Regions from separate parts of the Mus musculus genome. Here region 2 is linked to region 1. The links are chromatin contacts, called in public HiChIP or PLAC-seq maps. All regions are on one chromosome and are shown on one strand. Each heading gives the region's core, a stretch centred on a gene start, on an enhancer-like site or on the middle of the called end of the contact. The rest is flanking DNA. Distances are from core to core; before and after follow the strand shown. Region 1 overlaps Aopep (aminopeptidase O). Region 2 overlaps Aopep (aminopeptidase O).

What was found. HiChIP or PLAC-seq counts read pairs in DNA pulled down with a chosen protein or histone mark.
Region 2: a contact with region 1 is called in an H3K4me3 HiChIP or PLAC-seq map of bone marrow-derived macrophages, with 2.7 times the contacts expected there. The contact joins two enhancer-like sites. A contact is called at or near these places in 1 of 115 datasets of contacts at active chromatin or transcription factors (bone marrow-derived macrophages) and 3 of 9 other capture datasets (adipose tissue, liver and pancreatic islet).

Annotation. Positions count from the first base shown.
Region 1 is chr13:63,005,982-63,009,214 of GRCm38.p6, forward strand. The region is part of intron 1 of Aopep (aminopeptidase O); the gene reads left to right. Among named protein-coding and RNA genes, the nearest start is that of Aopep, 43 kb to the left of the region's middle. Within about 2 kb of position 1,655, at least 5 of the 459 cell types and tissues checked have an H3K27ac peak or open chromatin away from gene starts, as enhancers often do. A contact at or near this core is called in bone marrow-derived macrophages, where this site is marked.
Region 2 is chr13:63,106,868-63,110,243 of GRCm38.p6, forward strand. The region is part of intron 5 of Aopep (aminopeptidase O); the gene reads left to right. Among named protein-coding and RNA genes, the nearest start is that of Gm46422, 14 kb to the left of the region's middle. Within about 2 kb of position 1,969, at least 109 of the 459 cell types and tissues checked have an H3K27ac peak or open chromatin away from gene starts, as enhancers often do. A contact at or near this core is called in bone marrow-derived macrophages, where this site is marked.

The DNA of each region.
Region 1 (3,233 bases), core at 405-2,904:
AGTATTTTATTGAGAATTTTGCATCTACATTCATAAAAATCATCTATAATTCTCTTTCTTTGTTGGGTAACTTTATATAGTTTGGGTGATAGGGTAACTGTGGCCTCATAAAATGAACTGGGCAATATTTCTTCTGTTTCAATTTTGTAGAATAATTTGAGGAGTACTAGTATTAACCTGTATTTGAAATTCTGGTAGAATTCTGTACTAAAACCATCTGGCCCTGGAATTTTGTTGTTTGGGGGGTCTTTTAATGACTGCTTCTATTTCACTAGGGGTTATAGGTCTGTTTAAATTGCTTATCTGATCTTGCTTTAACTTTGGTAAGTGGTACCTATTGAGAAAAAAAAATATATATATATATTTAGATTTTTCAATTTGGTGGAGCATGGGTTTTTAAACTATTATTCTCTGAATTTCTTCAGTGTCTGTTATGTTCCCCCCTTTCATTTCTAATTTTGTTCATTTGGTTTTTAGTTAATTTCTCTGTTTCACTGTGTATGTGTGTGTGTTGTTTTGTTTCTATGTTATTGATTTCAGCCCTGAGTTTGGTTATTTCTTATAATCACCTCCTTTGTTACTGTGATTTCTTCTTTTTGTTCTAGAGCTTGCAGGTGTGCTATTTTGATAGTATGAGATTTCTCCATGATTTGGGTTTTTTTTTAATGTAGTTACTTAGACCTATGAACTTGTCTCTTAAAACTGCGCTTTCATTGTGTCCTGTAAGTTTAGTGTGTTATGTATATTTTCATTCAATTCTAGAAAGTCTAGTTTCTTTCTCAATTTCTGTATTCTCCAATCTTTCATTCCATAGTGAATTGTTCAGTTTTCATGAGTTTGTAATCTTTCTGTTGTTTCTGTTAACAACCAGCTTTGATTTGTGATGATCAGATAAGATGAAGGGTTTTATTTCAGTTTTCTTGTATCTGTTGAGACTTTGTGTTTGTGTCTGTGGTCAATTTTGGAGAAAGTTCTGTGAGGTACAGAGGAGAAGGTCTATTCTTTTATGGTTGGGTAAAATGTTCTATAAATATCTGTTAATTCCCATTAGTTTATGACATCAGTTAGCTCTAGCATTTCTCTAGTCTAGATAATTTGTCTTTTGTAAGAGTGTGGTTTTGAAGTATCCCACTATCAGTGTGTGAGGGCCAATGTGTGATTTAAACTGTCATAGTGTTTTGTTTAAGAACATTGTGCCCTTTTGTTTAGTGCACATTTGTTAAGGATTGCAATGCTGAGCTGGGAAGTGGCCCGTGCCTTTAATCCCAGCACCTGGGAGGCAGAGGCAGGTGTATCTCTTATGTTTGAGGACAGCCTGGTCTACATTTTGAGTTCCAGGACACCTAGGGTTACAAAGAGAGACCCTATGTTTAAAAAAATAAAAAACAAAAAATAAACATTGCAATGTTCTCTTGGTGGAATATTTTTCTTTAAGTATGTAGTGCCCTTCTTTGTCTCTTCAGCTTAGTTTTGGTTTGAGGTCTATTTTGTCAGATATTAAAATGGGTACACCAGCTTGCTTCTCATAATCATTTGCTTAGAGCTTGCTGACAGGAGCCTGATATAGCTGTCTCTTGAGAGGCTCTGCCAGTGCCTGACAAATACAGAAGTGGATGCTTACAGCCATCCATTGGATGGAACATAGGGTTCCCAATGAAAGAGCTAGAGGAAGTACCCAAGGAGCTGAAGAGGAAGTACCCAAGGAGCCGAAGGAGTTTGCAGCCCCATAGGAGGAACAACAATATGAACTAACCAATATCTCCAGAGCTCCCTGGGACTAAACCACCAACCAAAGAAAACACATGGGCCTCATGGCTCCAGCTGCTTATGTAGCAGAGGATAGCCTAGTCGATCTTCAATAGGAGGAGAAGCCCTTGGTCGTGTGAAGATTCTATGACCCAGTATAGGGGAATGCCAGGACCAGGAAGCAGGACTGGGTGGGTTGGGGAACAGGGAGAGGGGGAAAGGAATAGGGGGTTTGGGGAGGGGAAACTAGGGAAGGGGATAACATTTGAAATGTAAATAAAGAAAATATCTAATAAAAATATATTAAAAAGAAAAGACTATATTTTTCTATGCTTTCACCCTGAAGTGATTACTATTCTTGATGTTAAAGTGTGTTTTTTTGGATGGAGCAGAAGGATGAATCTTGTTATTGTGTCCATTCTGTTATATTGTGTATTTTTATGGGGAAATTGAGACCATTGATAATGACAGATATCAATGAGCAGTATTTGTTGATTCCTGTTATTTTGTTGTTGTCACTGTGGTGGGGATGGTGGTGGGGATGGTAGTGTGTGTGTGTGTGTGTGTGTGTGTGTGTGTGTGTACATAACACATCCCATGTGTGGAGATGAGAGGACAAGTTCCAGGAGTGAGTTTTCGCTTTTCACCTTGTTAAGGCAGGGTATATCTGTATTTTACAGTATATTTCCAGTTTATATGATCCTTGAGCTTCAGGATGATTTGTTTATTTGTTTCCACTCCTTATCTCATTTCAGAAATTCTGGGATTACAAATGTGCCTATTGCATCCAACTTTTTACAAGATTCTTGGAGTTAAACTTAGGTCATTAAGATTAATTTACCTATGTTGATTTGTTAGTCTGGGATTATTTATTCCCTGTGTTTTCTTGGGCTGGTTAACCTTTTTAGGTTGGAGTTTTCCTCCTAGTGTCTTCTGTAGAGCTAGATTTGTAAATAAGCATTCCTTAAATTTAGTTTGGTCATGGAATCTCTTGTTTTCTTCATCCATTGTGATTGACTGTGTTGCTGAGTGGTGTAGTGGTTTGGGTAACATCCATGGTCTCTTAGAGTCTGTAGAACATCTGTCCAGAGCCTTCTGGCTTTTAGAGTCTCCACTGAGAAGTCAGGTATTATTCTAATGTCTGTCCTTAAGTTACTTGACCTTTTTCTCTTGTCTTGTGTCTCTCTCATGCTTCTACCTTGATAGGCCTCTCCTTTTTTAGGTTAGGGAATTTTTTTTCTATGATTTTGTTAAAAATATTTACTTTTGACCTGGGTTTCTTTTCCTTCCTCATTCCTATTAGTCTTAAATTTTGTCTTCTTTTAGTGGCCCAGATTTCCTGGATGTTTTGTAACTGGAGTTTTTTTAGATTTAACATTTTCTTTGACCAAGGTATTCATTTCTTCTCTTGTATCTTCAATGCTTGAGAGTCTCTCTTCCATCTCCTGTATTCTGTTGGTGAGGTTCCTGTTTAAGCTCTTAAATTT
Region 2 (3,376 bases), core at 719-3,218, 100 kb after region 1:
AAGGTGTAGATAGGGCCACACATCCTCCCAGGGCTCATGGGTTTTGTTTTTGTTTTTGTTTTGTTTTCTGGTGGTAGCTGGCATTCTTTAGTTTTTGGCTGTACCTCCAGTTGTCAAGCCCTGCCCCTTCACTTTGAACTGAATGTTTGTGTGCCCCCATGGGATTTTGTCTTCTGATGTCCTAGTCTACCAATGGGATGGGGTACAGGGTGGGGGTGGGGTGGGGTTAGGAGACAGTTAGATCTGAGGAGAACCTCATGAATGGCAGACTCTCAAGTACTTGTTCTCGATGCCTGTTGTCTATCCATCATATGAAGATTCAGTTAAGTAGCCATCTGTACTCAGGAAAAGGCCCTGCCCTTAACAGTTGTGCTCACCTCAGACTTCTGGCCTCTACATTTCCAGATAACATCCTATTGCTCACATACCACCTAGTCGATGACAGCTTCTGTATCTGCCCTGTTGTTGCATTCACATTTAAGTATGCATGTGATTCTACTTAGGGCCAGCCCTGATGAATCCAGAACTCACCTGACCAGGACCTTCAGCTTGACCTCATATGCAAGCAGCTGCCCCTTATTTCCCTCAGCTTTTTACCAGGAAGACCCTGGTTGGCAGTTGAGTTAGAGACATGCCCTTCTCTAGACTATCACAGCTGTATTTACTCCAACAAGTCAACTGAATGTCGAGACTCACTGTCTTTCATGTGTCTCTGGTGGATGCAACCCAGGGAAGCCTGCTAATATCACAAACTCTAAGCGTTGTAGGATCTGGCAGCCACAGTGGAATCCCTCTTGTGCTATCTGGTGGTTCTTGAAGCAAGGCAAGTCTACACTCCATGCTTTTGTGCACTCATCTGCAGCTAATGGGCAATAGTGTACCTAAGTTCTCCGTGTATAATTAGCACAAGTAATTAGGGTTTATTATGTGTCTGAATTCTGTGGATTCATGATGGATTAATATGTTCTTGATCATACTCTCAAAAATATAGTACTACAGACTGGTAAATAATTACACAAGTTTAGAGCTAAACGAGAGGCTTCCAGCAAAATTGTAGGTTAGATCCATAAGACCACTAAGCTGAGGTCTAAAGGTAATGGGGCATCAACAAGATCAGGAGTGTGGAAAGAAATCTATGTGAAGGGCGGAGTGTGTCTGGAAGCGGTTTTGAACTTTGGGGGCTGGGTAGAATGTGTTGGCAGCACTTGGAGGCTGGATCAGGATGACTGTCATGTACTCAGGGCTAGCCTAGACCACAGAATGAGTTCTAGAATATCTTGGGCTACAGAGTGAGAGGAGGATTGAGATAAAATGAGGGATTAGGTAAGGCAGGGCCTTCTAGAAGTCTGAGCTTCTGAGCAGGCCAATGAGTGGACTTAAGTAGTGAGGGGCTGGGCTATGGCATGACTTTTCAAGAGAGAACTGGGCCCTGGCTGGAGAGCAGACTAGCAGTGTCACTGAAGTAATGAGATCAGAGATGGGAACAGGGTGGATTAGAGCAAGGTAAAGAGGATAAACAGCTGCATGGCTGAAGCAGGAAGGAGCAGAGCTGAATAGATTTCAGGTTGGTATGTGTAGGTTATGGATGCCACATAGATAGTACTCTCAGAGAGTGAGACAGCTTTTGCTTCATTTGTCAGCAATTATTCTTCAAAATCACAGCTAGTTGCTGAGCTCATGTTGTGCTAGATGAGTGGGTGGCTTAGGAGTCAGTGTGTGCATCTGTGAATCCTATGTTCCAACATGACCCCTTTGGCGGTTCCTCTTAGCTTGTGCCCAAATGCTGTGACACTCTCTGGACTTGACCACCTGGGTCCTGCTTTGGCCAGCTGGATCCACTTCAGAGAGGCTAGTGAACTAAAACCCTGTATGTGGTAGCAGTTTCTGGTCGAAGCTGACTAGGGAGGCTTCTGGCCAAAGTGTTTGTGGCCAGCAAGAGACCTCATGACCAAGGGGAAGGATGTGGCTTGAGGAGAGTTGCAGCTGCTGTCACCAGACAGACATAAAGCTCATCAAGCCTTAGGAGGGACTGCAGCTGCAGATGGCTGCTGACTAATGGGCACATTAATACCACTTGGGGTATATGGAGCAATGGTGATGGGCAGAGAAGATAAAGACAGACAATGATACTGTTATCTTCCCATGTGCTCCTTGTCCTGGACAAATAGCCTCCACTCCACAGCCCTTATCAGCCGATGAAGAAGCCCGGGATCTGGTTCCATCAGTCCTGCACTTCTCAAGTACCCCAAACATGGGTGGCCAAGGCTCCCCTAGACTCAGCAGGCTGGCTCCCTCCCCTCCCCTCCCCTCCGTCCCCTCCCCTCCCCTCCCTCTCCTCCCCTCCCCTTCCCTTTCCCCTCACCCTCCCCTCCCCTTCCCTCCCCCCTCCCCCTTCCCTTCCCTTCCCTCCCCCTCCCCTCTTTCTTTTATGAGATTTATTTTATGGGAAATAGCTGAAAAGGACCTTTCTAGGAAAGGTGCTAATTATCCTTAGAGGGTTCCCTGTGGGTGGGCAAGCTCCTAACAGTGTGACACTTTCATAATACAGGAGGCAGAGCACACACCACCACCAAATACCCCAACAGAACTTGTGATACTGTCCCTGCTGCTTAGCAGGAGGTCCATTTATGTCAGTCACCACTGGGCTCTCTGTTCAGGACTCCTGAAGAAAGCCTAGGGGAAACCTGAGAATGAAGGGAGAGGAATCTTACCATCAGGCATTTGTGTGCATAGCAGGGAGGAGCTAGAGCAAAGACTTCTCTTTGTGGCATGACTGTGAGGTGAGCCATCCTTACAGGGACTGTGTACTGTGAGAAAAGCTTCTTTCCAGAGTCTGCATATTTGGCTGACATCTCCCAGGCCCCTTGAACATATCCTACATGCTCAATACTGAACAGCGGTTTCTCATTGCTGGCCTCCATTCTGCCAAGTCCATGATCTTTCCAGGTTCAGTCCCTCCCATAAGATTCACCAAGGGCCAGCCCCTCCCTCCACCTGCCTCAGGTACCTTTTCTTTCCTCTTCATTGAAATCACAGCACATAACTCTCTGTTGTTTGTATTATTTGTGAGCACAGCACCTTGCTCCCAGAATTGGATTCTCACAGATAAGTGTGTTGAGGATGGAGGGAGGGTTGTACTTGTATTTTTTTTCTCATTGGATAATTTATTGCTTTTAAAACTTGTGTAAGTTCATATATATGCACTATAGCATGCATGTGGAGTTCAGAGGACAGCTGTAGGAGTCAGTCCTCTCCTTCCACTATGTGGGGGTCCTATAAGAACTTATAAGGTTGTCAGCCTTGATTCTGATGGCTAGCACCTTTATCAGCTAAAATATATTGCTACCCCTATTTCTTTGGGAGTTTTGTTTTATTT